4 separate regions of the Mus musculus genome follow, and regions 1, 2 and 3 are each linked to region 4. The links are chromatin contacts, called in public HiChIP or PLAC-seq and promoter capture Hi-C maps. All regions are on one chromosome and are shown on one strand. Each heading gives the region's core, a stretch centred on a gene start, on an enhancer-like site or on the middle of the called end of the contact. The rest is flanking DNA. Distances are from core to core; before and after follow the strand shown. Region 1 overlaps Gm16863 (predicted gene, 16863). Region 2 has its middle 8.8 kb from the start of Gm36224. Region 3 has its middle 22 kb from the start of Gm16863. Region 4 overlaps Eif4g1 (eukaryotic translation initiation factor 4, gamma 1).

Region 1 (3,085 bases), core at 407-2,906, 610 kb before region 4:
GTCAATTTTGCTAAGTGAGTCCACAAACCCCAGACAGACCTTCTGTTTCCTCTGTGTGGTATAAGACACCTGGAAGAGGAGGTAAGCTCCTTCCTTAAGTAGTGGCAGGGAATCATGCCCAGGGCGGGGCCCCGGGTAACAGTCTTCTCCAAGATTGAGACATTCCGTGATACGGGGAAGCTCTTTAAACAGGAAGGTAACCGATTCAAAATAGCTTCAAGACCTCCCTGAAACTAACCAGATTCACGAGGCTCCTTCCTGCCAGGGTAGGCAATAAAAGCTGAGAGTCCACCTCAGACCAAAGGAAGCTGAGCCGCAAGGAAAACCGAGACCAGACCAGCTACCTAAAAGCAGCAGAAACCAGCCGAGCTGCCTGGAAGAGGCTTAGACCAACTGAGTCATTTGGAAAGGACATTCTCCAACCTGTTGAGCTGCCTGCAGGCTGTGCAGTGGGCTCCCAGTTCCCAGCTTCTTTGAGCTGTCACCCATGCTGGGATGGACTTTGGTGATGTGGCTCTCTTTGAGTCATTTCTGCTCCCGTAAACAACCCCTCACCCATATTCCTGTAAGGATCCCCAATAAACTCATTGGTCCACCAAGTTCGACTTTGGTCTGTCATGGGATTCCTGAGGTAAATAGATAGGCATGCTGCATCTCCCTAGGAAATGTCACACAACACAGGGATATAGCCAAACTGGGGTATAGCCAAACCGTCACTGGGGGAATCCCTGAGATCTGGAGTCAGCTCCAGCGGGATGCAAATGTGAGGGCTGAGATCAGAAAGGCTGCAAAGCTGGGGAAGAACCAGGAGAGATATGTGGGTGGAACGGAGGGAGCTCCTCCCGTTTACCTGAAGGAAGTGCGTGCTGGCCACCCAGAGCTGCTGACCAGGCAGCCTGGAGGACTGAAGCTTTGGGGAGAAACCATAGTCTAGTGACAGGGAGAAGAATGAAAAAGCTGCTTGAATCGGGGTAAGCACGGGGCCACAGGCCCCCTGTACGGAGAGGCAAAAATACAAGTGGGCTTTTCTGGGGCACACCCTGGGTCTGGCCCAAGGCAGAGAGTCTGAGGCTGACCAGAAGAGGCCCAGAAAAAAAGGGGCCTCTGAGTGAGATTTACATTAAGCCTCAAGAGGAAGAAGGGTGTCTTGGTCAGGACAAAGGAGGCTACCAGGACTGGAAGGAGGTGAAACTGGGAGGGCCTCTGAGTCATGCCCTCCTCACCTTTACCAAGCCAAGTGAATACCATGTGACACACAATACCTAACCTCATATGAGATGTGATAATCGATCGTGGGGCAGGGTTTTTTGTTTTGTTTTGCTTTTTTTTTTCCACCAGGCTTATATAGAAAGCCATGTTGGGGGGTGGGGGTGGGGGTGGGGAGACAGAACAGGAACAAGCCACAGCCCACAGGAGCCAAGTTAACCACTCAGCCAGGCACTGCCTGCTGCTGGGGTGAAGGAAATGGCTATCCTGCACAGTGGGAATTAAGCAAATCTTCCAGTGAGACTGGACTTGTTAAAATAATAACCCGAAGTGTTTGGGCCCATGCCAGGAAGGGAGCGAAGGCACCACAGCTGACAAGATCTACTGTGTACACATCCCCACAGTGCCCTGGCCACTAGCGGCTGCTACATAAGGCTCTGTGCCGACCACAGCTCAGGACACTGAGAGGTTTCAGGGCACTGGAATTTCCCCATTTTACATTTGTGTGTGTGTGTGTGTGTGTGTGTGTGAGGGAGAGTGCTCTCTGTGTAGTTCTGGCTGTCCTGGATTCACTTTGTAGACACAGGGTGGCCTGGAACCCATAGAAATCCACTTGCCTCTGCCTCCTGAGTGCTAGGATTAAGGCCTGCCCCATGATGCCTGGCAGAGTTTTGCATTTTACAGAACATCATGCTCTTCTCTGCATTCAACTTCTTTCAGACACTGTGTAGACAGTACAATCACAAAATAGGCAACGCTGTGCCTCCCATTCAGTTTCCAGAGCTCAAAGCAAGAGGCACCTTCCACCCCCTTTTCCCAGAGGAACCCATAGTCCTGGAAGTGCACTTGACATCCACCTCAGGCTCTGACCTACGACTGAAGCCATTTCCCGACAGAAAGGACCTTGGAAGAATTCAAAGCAGACTCTACAAACTCCTCAAGAGCAGCCTCCCTTAGGAAGCCTAGGAGAGGGAACCATGGAGACCCCTACCCCAAGCCTTCCTCTCTCAGTTGAGCTCTTAGCTTCTGGGTAGGTGTGCAAATTCATTCTCCTTGTTCCCCAGGGAAGAAAGCAGTATCCTCCCAGGTCCTTGCAGGAGTGCTCACTGTCTTAATTCCGGTGCAAAGTCAGCAGGGCAGTTGGTCCTTTTCAGAGAATGGTCTGCCTGGATACTTAGATGTTTCTCTGCAGGGCCAGCTACTGGACAGTCCTTGGTAGGAACTTTATAATAAAGGAATTTTTAAATTTCTAGTGAATGTCCAAGTACCAGGGAGAGTCTGCTAGGTCCACCTTGTAAACAACTAAAGCAAGCATTCTGCCTAATTATAGGTGTGTGTGGTATGGCTGTCTTTCTAGTTGGAGCTGCCCATGCATGCTCCTGGAGGCGGGGCCAGGGGAGCCTGCGTGCTGCTCCTGAAGCCCAAAGCCTTCACCTCTCCATGTTGCCTGTTTCTGTTTCCTTCCCTTGCCCGAGTTACCAGGACCTGAAGCTGTATCACTAGTTGCTGGCCACCTGGTGGTTGTGCTGTAGTGCCTGACTGCCTGGTGGGCACAGGGGTCCTGGGAGCTTGTCTGCTGCCAGTCTCCAAGCCTCCTCCTTGGCCCGGCTCTCAGCATGTCTCCTTGGTGGCCAGCACCAGTCAGTGGCCCTTCTCTAGGCTCAGGAAGGCATACCTCCTTCAGGCCCTGGCACCCACACCTCAGCTGAAAGGCCAGATCACTGATAATACAGTATCCTTCAGCCAGCAAATGTGGGGGTCAAGCTGACAGTTGGGCAGGTTGGTGCCTGCATACTGACTGGGGCAGAGGCTAACTCAGTTCTTTCCCATTACATATCGTGGATGTAATCTGCTATATGCTTCAAGTGCTTTCGGGTTA
Region 2 (2,915 bases), core at 283-2,782, 700 kb before region 4:
TTCTTGCCATAGCAGCTACAAGGCCCCAGGCTCAGTCTTCTCACCCCTCATCAGAGTCGGTCACTGGATTCTCCTGTTTCCAGGAGAAGCTGAGGTTGGACATCTCTCACTTGTTAAGTGAAGACTTGGAATCCAGAGCACAGTGGTTGTTCCTTACATTCGCAGGTTCAATGTTACAGATGTGACTGGCTAGGTATGGGTAAATCCAGAGCTGGCTCACACTGGCTTCACAGTAGCAAACCCTTACACGTGAGGGCTGAGGCAAAGCCCCTGTTGAAACAGGAGACCTGGCTCTTTCAGCCTTGCTTCCTGAAGAAAGGTCCTCCTACGATGCTTTCTCAGTGCATGACAGTTGGAGGGAACTTTAGTCAGGTCTTTAGGCTCTGTGTCTACATCTTAGCTGGGATGGACTCCTCTGGTATCTTTGATGTTCACCTGATTTTTTTTTAAATATTTTTAGTATCATACTCAAAGCCACTACCAATGTTTTCAAAGTGTGACTAGGAACCAGACAGTGACAGAAACATCAGTAACTGAAGACTCTACACCCAGCTTCTCATTGCTCTCATTCTATGTCAGATATATTTAAGAGCTTCCAGAGCAAAGGACCACCATTCTTTGCAGGGGCATTCTGGAATGGAATTTTCCACTCATATCCAAGGACATGTGTTGGCCCAAGGTGAGTACCCTCACTTCTAAGATATATTAAAAGATTAAAAGCCGTATCACCTCAGGCAAAAGTCTATGGGCTTTACTGCCAGGCACTTGGGGCTCCCTTGGGGCAGAGAATGTTCGGGTACGCAGGCCGTCCTCTGACCTGCAGTACACCTGAGTGGATACCAGGAGCTGCCCTTGGATGAAGGCAGACAGCCTTCCCAGGGCTACAGAGCTGCTTTGCTGCTAAGTGGGTCCTCTTTGAAGGGCCACGCAAGCTTTAATGCATTCCTTGGGAACAGCTGGCACCTTGGCTGGCAGCAGTTTCTTTGTGAGTAACACGCAGGTAAACAGCTCACAGGACTTCCTCTCAGTCTGTGTTCAGCAATTGCCACTCACAAAACAGAAGCAATGAGTCCTGCCTTTCGGTGCTTTTCTGAGGGTGACATGAAAGTACCACTCAACAAGGACGGACACACTTTCAACCTAGGAAGTGACCCATATGCACGCAATCACGAGTAAACGATATCACAAGATTCTGTGATCTTTATAGCTCTGGGAATACCTGATGCATTCATTATTCCATTGCGACATGACAGGGGACTGTGCGCGTGTACAGGCCTGGGTACCAGGCACTCTGCACTGTCATAGAAAGGAGAGCATTTCCTGGCGATAGATTCCTGGGGGGTTTCACGAGGGACATAGCTTTAAAAGATAGAAACTGAGCAGGCAGAGAGCACGGGAGAGGCTCTTCTGGTCTAGGGATGCTAAAGCAGTAAGCTGTGGAGTTGGGAAAACAGGAGACGTGCCTGGGCCAGTCCTCCAGGCTGGCTGAAGACAGGATTTCATGAGAAGGGGAGGGGAGGAGCCAAAGGTGGGAGGAGAGTTCAGGACCTGGAGGGTGAGGCCTTGAATATTTAGCAAGGCTCTGGGATTCTGCTAAGAAGTAGAGGAGCGGTCCCAGGAGGTCAACCGTGAGGGAAAAGAACTGGGTCAGGGCACCAGGAAGAGGTCGTATCAATAGCAAGCTCACAAGGGCCACACCCTTGTTAAGGGATTAGTGGACCAGAAGGGCATAATCCCAGGACAGGAATGCTGACCTCTTTTGCACATGGCTCTTACTAAAACCCGCCACTGTGCGAAACCTCCTCAGAGCTGGTGATCAGATAATGGGTAACAAGTGAGGTCACTCCTCAGCCAGTGTTTGGGGAAGTGAAAGAGGAAACTGACCTCAAAATAAAGATGCCTGACTCACTGTCTCTGGGTGACCTTGTGCTTGAACATTCTCTGAGTCTACTGCCAGACACCTCCTCTGGCCACACCTTAGCTCACAGGAATGAAGATACCAAGAGGGAGCCCCACGTTCGAAACTCCTACAGCTTCAAGAGTCAGGGCAGACTCAGACCCACTTCCTGACTCCTTGCTGGAAGACCTCAGCAAGTCACTTAACATTTTTCTAGGCCTTGATTTTCAAACCTATAAAATGGTATAATCATAACCATCTCCACCCATTTGTGGGATTTTTATGAGGTCAAAAAACCTAATAAACTTGATAATGCTTGAAGCTCTTTGGAAGTGGGTGCTACGCTAATGGCAGCTGTAATTGTTGTTATTGTTGTGTAATTGGGCATCACTCTTGCCCCCACCGCTGTCTATCTCTGTTGAGAGGTCAGATGCTGTTCATAGTGTCTGAGAAATTCACAAACACCTCCTCATGGTTTAAACATGGACCAGACCCCAGAGGGACCCACAGATATTCTCTACCTGAAAAATGGGCCTTGTGTCAAGTCTTAGGAAAAGCCAGGAGGGCCTGGCTGACAGCACCTTGCAGAGGAAGCAACAGGGGTGATTCAGTCCTGCTCAGCAGGGAAGGTGTCGGGATGTCAGCAGGGAAAAGCATGTGACTCAGGGTGGGGCTCTCTGGGTGCAGAGGAACTATGATCACTCACCCTTCAATTCCTTCAAATCCTGGGCTGCATCCATCCAGATCCTGTCTCCTCCCCATCTTCACCTCCCTTCCCATCCTCCTGCCTAGAAATCTAAGACAGCAGCCAAGTGACTCACCAACCATGTCACTTGTGAAAGTCACCAAGACATTCCCATTCAGCTCACCTGGGAAATCAGTCTAAATAGTCCAGACCTGCCTGTCGAGGCTCACGGGAATGTAGACAGCGAGAGGGAGTCTCATGTTCAAAACACCTACAGGCTTCAAAAGCCAGGGCAGACTAAGACCCACTCCCTGACTCCTTGCTGGAGGACTG
Region 3 (2,700 bases), core at 62-2,561, 640 kb before region 4:
GGCAAGAGAGTTAACTCAGGCTAAGAGCATTTGATGCTCTTCCAAAGGACCAGCACCCACATGGCAACTCACAACTGTCTGTAACTCCAGTTCCCGGGCATGTGACACACAGAGATACACGCTGGCAAAACACCAATGCACATTGAATAGATAAATAAATAAAAGTTTGACTCAAGTTTAGAAAGAAAGCTGAGGAATGGGGTTCTGGGGTCAATTACTAGCTATGTGACCTCAAGGTAGACACTTACCCTTGCTCTTTTCAAGAACCAAACTTAGGAGGAGGGCAGAAGGCCACTCCCATGTCAGCCCTGTTCAGCCCTGTCCTGGCACTGCCTCTGTAAAGCCTGGGTCTGTGGGAGTGAGCGGCTCGCTGGAGTGCGCTGAGCCCTCAAAATACCTTGCTTTAAAGACCAGCAGGAGTGGGTGTTGCCCTGTCTGGGTTGTGGGCTTCTTCAGGGGCTCACAGAAAGGCTGGTGAGTGAGAAATGAAGACCTAAAAGAACAAACCTCACCAAGACGGCTTCCTAAAGTGTCACCTGGCCATCTGGGTCTTAAGGAGGGCATGTCTTTATTGTATTTTTTTTTTCTTTAAATAAATTGAAGCTTTTCTTTTTAAAATTTTTTATTTATTTTTTAATTTTATGTCCATTGGTGTTTTGACTGCATGTATGTCGGTGTGAAGGGTGTCAGATCCCCTGGAACAGGAGTTTACAGACGGTTGTGAGCTGTCACGTGGGTGTTCTTAACCACTGAGCCATCTCTCTATCCCTTGATGCTTTTCTTGGCTCCTAATGCTTGGGGCTAGCCCTGACAGTCTCCAACAGAACTGAAAGAACTCTCTCAACAGCCTCTGCTCATTCACTCATTTAGACGACACCACATGCTGGGCTGGAAAGCAAAGGCTATGAACTGTGAAGTGGCCAGACTTGGGCGTTGATAAGCACATTGCTATTCTGAGACCATCAAGAGAATTCTGCCGATGTCATTGAGAAGGTACCAGCTCAATCCAGGAAGGAACAAGGAAACACACAGTTGCCACATTTGACTCTGCTCACACACTACACTACCAGTGTGCCTAGCCCTCTAGGCCAGCAGTATCTGTAAGCCTCGTGGCAGTCTGCTTGCCAGCTCCAGTCCACCTAACTTGTCCCAGAGAATCTTTGTCCACTGGCTCCTTTCCTACCCACAAATTCCTTTGTCCAGCATTTCCAGAAGTTTCTTCAGGAAAAGCTCCCCACGAGTTCTAGCTGTCCCCCTCCCTGCTGCCAGTTCTATAAAGCAAGCTGACTCCTGTGGGAGTTTTACATTTTGGGGAAGTGTGATTCATGGGGAAAGAACTCTTTCTAACCTCTGCTTTGACCCCCAAAACCTGTGGCTAATCCCGAGTGATCTAAATCTCACAAAGCTCATAAGTAGAGGAGCCACCCGGCATTGAGCTGTGAAGAAGGGCCTCTGGCCAGCCAGCCCTTGCCTTCCCACTGGCACCAACGGCCTTCCCCTGAAACCCTGCACTCTGTTGGCAGCTCCTTCTAGGACCCGCAGCCCAGAGCCCCTGGCTGGAAGGGATGTTTGCCAGACCTCGGGTGGCCAGCCAGTCCATAGCCGGGCCCAGAATCCCTGCCTCTCTGGTCCTGGCAAGAAACACCTCGGTTGAACAAGCAAGAGAAAAGCTGAGAAACAGGCATCTAAAAGACCTCATTCTTGATGGGAGAAACAGTGGGACAGAAACACACTTGTGAGTTAAGATGGGCAGTCTGAAGAAGTTATGTCCACCGTAGACATGACTGCCACAGACCTGACTCAGACTGAGGCATCTGGAAGTTTCCCTGCAAAATATAGAAGTCAAATCCATTTCTCCTCCCCATGCAAACAGTGCTTTGAGGAACTAATGTTATGAGCAACAGGTATGATATGATTGTTCCGTACACAGCATGCCTCTCCCATAGTAACCAAGGAGGCAATGTCTGTACAACGCTTTGCACGGTGCCTGACATGTCATTTTATAAGTACAGTCACACTAGGATAGGAAGCAGCAGGCAGAGAACTGTATTCAGTCCAGAACCTTGTCTGAGAGGTCTGCCTGTTGCACCCTGGGGCCTGGGAGACCAGGCACTAGGGTTTCACACCAGGAAGTTGACTGGCTGTGCCGGACATTTGTGTTGCTGCTGCTGCTGCTGAAAATAGAGCCTCTGTGCAGCTGGTCCCTGGGCGAAGGGAAGGGCAGTGGCAAAATTTAACTGATGGTGGCTTCAGAACACACAGATGGGTATATCCCCCATCCCCCATGCATCCCCATGCCCGCCTCTGCCACTGCTTCCCATGACAATTTGGAAATCAGAGGCTCTTAAAACAAGTTTTCAGTGCCCCCACCCCCACTTCCACTCCACTGATAAGTAGGCAGCCCTGAGCCATTTCTCCCTGAGGCAGGAGCATAATGAAATAGGCTAGGGGCCATCGGGTCCTCTGATTTTAGCCAGTCTGTACTGGGCCATGCATTCTATCAGGGTGCTAACAAGGCCCCTTGGTTTAGACTCAAGACAGAAGAGGGAGTTCCCATTGTGTGCTCAAGAGTGAGGGTGGTAAACTACTTCCTGGTAAACCTTTCCTGAGATTTCCCCCTCCCTTCTCCCACCCCCACTCCCATGACTGGGCTACACAGAAGAGAGATGAGGCAGGGGACTTTGTTTTCTGTCCCGAAGG
Region 4 (2,782 bases), core at 237-2,736:
CTTGACTCCACCTCTGGTTCCAGATCCTCAGATGGGATCACGCCATTGGGCTCATGAGTTTCAACCTTGTGAGGCACCAGGGCCGTGGAAACCTGGAGAGGACTGGAAGAGAACTCAGATTCTGGAATGGGTTTGCTGAGTGTCACTTCTACTTCCAGTATGGGTTCGGCAAGAGTGGGTTCTGGAGAGAGGCAATACGGCTCCCCAGTTTCACAAGAGATAGGGGTCGATTCTTCTACAGACATTGGTATCATCCCTGTTGTCATAGTGTCCCCAGGAATAGAGAGGACTCCAAGATTAGACTCAGACCCCGGCTCCAAAATTGGGGGTGGTGATGGGGTTGGAGAAGGCGACGAAGGCTGAGATTCTGTGCCAGGGCTATGCTCTGGGCCAGGCAGTCCTGGCCGCCCCCCAATGGCTGCTCCCTGCGACCGGTCATCTGCAGGAAGAATGGATGCATGACAGCAAGTCCTTCACTGTTCTTGTTCTTCCTCTTAGTGAAGCTTACTTCCAATTTAACAAAACACATCCCAACCTTCTCCCACCTTGGCTGTTCTCACCCCTCATCCAAACAGTGCAACTTCAAACCCACTACAGGACACCTAAGTCATTCTCTGGTACTCAGTTTGAATCACTCCTTCAAGTGTAAATCCTCACACTCCCCACTTCCCCCGTAAAGGTTGTGCCACTGCCTTCCTTACCTGGCCGGATAATGACAGCAACCTGAGGCGACTCCCCATTGGGTTGAGGCTCCAGACTGCCTCCCGTCTGCAGGACACAAAGCGTTATAAGTTTGCACTGAAGAGTTCCACACCCTTCTCTACTAGAGTCATTTCTACTTTAGCTCTGCCTAGAAATCCAGGAAAGCAGGGAAATGGGAAACAAACCCCTAAGGTGAAGGGAAAGATCAAGTGACTTCGGAATCTAGGGCAGAATAGCTGTCCAAACCAAGGTATCACTCAAAGATATGACAGTACCTGGGGAGGAGTGGGTGTGGAGGCAGTGCGGGCCCCAGACATGATCTCTTCTGTGATATCCTTCCCTCCTTGGTTTGGGTCTCGAATTCGGATCTGGGGAAAAAAAGCTATAGGATGAGTGGGAAGCAGAAGAAGCCCACCTCTCCACCCTGCCCCTCCTAACACTCTGGGCCAACCTCCCACCCCTACTGGGAAGCAGGTGGGTGGGTGCCAGAAACCCCATGAGTTCTACTGTCAACCCATCCGGCTGCTCTTGTAGTCGCTGCCCTAGCCCCCACCCCAAGACTCTTGACCTCACAGAGCAGCCCAGTACATCACAATGCCCCTCCCTCCCTCCCCTCTACCCACCAGCAATCCCTAAGTCAATAGCCAAACACCCTAGGCCTAAAGACCCCCATCAAACATCCGGCTAGCTCACTTGTGGCTAGTCGGTCTGATCTCTAGGGGTAGGGCCCAGATGCAGTGGGTGGAGCCAGGGTGACTCAGCGGCTTCCCCAGCCCTGGCACCCTATTCTGGGCACCGTGCCCAGGGCTTGAGGACTGAGCAGAGGCGGAGGCCTCCAGAGCTTCCAGGACCAAGGAGTTAGGAGCACAGAAAACAAACCATTTCCAAAGCTAACCACCAGCATCCCCAAAACAACCACACATCTTGTGAACCTACTAGAGCCCAAGTCTCTTGGGTCTTTCCCTGCTGCCCAAGTCGTCTTCTGAGTTCTTCTACAGAACAATCCCCTTACAAGGGACTTCTCCACAGACCTTACTCTCTGCTTACATTCAGGTCTATGAAGTTTTGCTCCCACAAGCGCAACATTCCAGCCAACAGCAGACCATGAGTGTCCCTTTCCAGGTATCCCAGAGCTCCTAGCTGCTACTTACAGTTTTCCGTTCCCTCTTAGGAGCAATCTGGGGTGGCTGGTTCATCAAAACTGGGGCAGGAGCCACACTAGCAGGAAACTGCTGCACACCTTGGGCTGGGTAATAGGCTCCAGCTTGGGGGAAGAAGGACAGAAAAGATTCGTGACAGCCTCAAGATCCAAACATATACTAATATGCGTTTGAACACCTCCCACTGCAGAACCTCTCATCATACACAGCCGGCCCCTTGCCCTGCCCTGCCCGCCTCCCCAGGGAATTAGGTGTCTGTCAAAGCAGGGGAACCAGTTTGAACTGCATTTACAAGAATTCCTCACAGATACACACACCTTATAGGAAGGAACTCCTTCCTCTCTACACTAGCTACCAAGTACCTGTTCTACCCCACAAGACATTCATTCATACACGTGTGTGTGTGTGTGTGTGTGTGTGTGTGTGTGCGCGCGCGCACACACGCACGCACACACACACACATCCCAACCCAGCAACACACATGCACACCCTCAACTTGAGACACAATTAGCTCTTTGGCAGGGAATGAACAGGGTTTTCCAAATTGTCCCACTTAAGCTGACTCAAATTCCTAACTCGGCCCTTTGCAAGGGGCAACCATAACAAAAAGTAACATCCAGCTTAGAGAAATAAAAATTCCCTAAAGCAATTGTTTCCAAAGCGGGGTAAATTTGTAGCTCATCCCTAGTTCCCACTTATTCCTTTTGAAAGTATCAATGGTGGTTATATGTTTAATCACACACACACAACTATACATATACATATACATAAGATCTTCCTGATGGGAAATTTTTTTTAAAGATACTGCTGCAAGCTTAGCATGCTAACATATGCTTGTAATTCCAGCAATTAGAGGCAGGGGGAACACTGCAAGTTTAAGACTAGCCTGGTTTACATGACAAATTTCAGGCCAAGTTAGA

What was found. HiChIP or PLAC-seq counts read pairs in DNA pulled down with a chosen protein or histone mark. Capture Hi-C pulls out chosen DNA fragments and counts their contacts.
Region 1: a contact with region 4 is called in a FOXA1 HiChIP or PLAC-seq map of pancreatic cancer cells. The contact joins two enhancer-like sites. A contact is called at or near these places in 2 of 39 promoter capture datasets (the 3T3-L1 cell line and 3T3-L1-derived adipocytes) and 1 of 115 datasets of contacts at active chromatin or transcription factors (pancreatic cancer cells).
Region 2: a contact with region 4 is called in a promoter capture Hi-C map of adipose tissue. The contact joins two enhancer-like sites. A contact is called at or near these places in 2 of 39 promoter capture datasets (the 3T3-L1 cell line and hippocampal neurons), 4 of 115 datasets of contacts at active chromatin or transcription factors (bone marrow-derived macrophages, craniofacial prominence, embryonic basal ganglia and 1 more) and 2 of 9 other capture datasets (adipose tissue and pancreatic islet).
Region 3: a contact with region 4 is called in an HNF4G HiChIP or PLAC-seq map of pancreatic cancer cells. The contact joins two enhancer-like sites. A contact is called at or near these places in 4 of 39 promoter capture datasets (the 3T3-L1 cell line, cranial neural crest and hippocampal neurons) and 1 of 115 datasets of contacts at active chromatin or transcription factors (pancreatic cancer cells).

The regions. Positions count from the first base shown.
Region 1 is chr16:21,284,817-21,287,901 of GRCm38.p6, reverse strand. The region is part of intron 1 of Gm16863 (predicted gene, 16863); the gene reads left to right. Among named protein-coding and RNA genes, the nearest start is that of Gm16863, 11 kb to the left of the region's middle. Within about 2 kb of position 1,656, at least 37 of the 459 cell types and tissues checked have an H3K27ac peak or open chromatin away from gene starts, as enhancers often do. A contact at or near this core is called in pancreatic cancer cells, where this site is marked.
Region 2 is chr16:21,381,313-21,384,227 of GRCm38.p6, reverse strand. No RefSeq gene overlaps it. Among named protein-coding and RNA genes, the nearest start is that of Gm36224, 8.8 kb to the left of the region's middle. Within about 2 kb of position 1,532, at least 111 of the 459 cell types and tissues checked have an H3K27ac peak or open chromatin away from gene starts, as enhancers often do. A contact at or near this core is called in adipose tissue and bone marrow-derived macrophages, where this site is marked.
Region 3 is chr16:21,317,657-21,320,356 of GRCm38.p6, reverse strand. No RefSeq gene overlaps it. Among named protein-coding and RNA genes, the nearest start is that of Gm16863, 22 kb to the right of the region's middle. Within about 2 kb of position 1,311, at least 69 of the 459 cell types and tissues checked have an H3K27ac peak or open chromatin away from gene starts, as enhancers often do.
Region 4 is chr16:20,676,870-20,679,651 of GRCm38.p6, reverse strand. It overlaps Eif4g1 (eukaryotic translation initiation factor 4, gamma 1), which reads right to left. Exons shown (of 33, transcript NM_145941.3): 7 at 1,854-1,966; 8 at 978-1,070; 9 at 702-768; 10 at 1-439. Among named protein-coding and RNA genes, the nearest start is that of Eif4g1, 5.5 kb to the right of the region's middle. Within about 2 kb of position 1,486, at least 97 of the 459 cell types and tissues checked have an H3K27ac peak or open chromatin away from gene starts, as enhancers often do. A contact at or near this core is called in adipose tissue, bone marrow-derived macrophages and pancreatic cancer cells, where this site is marked.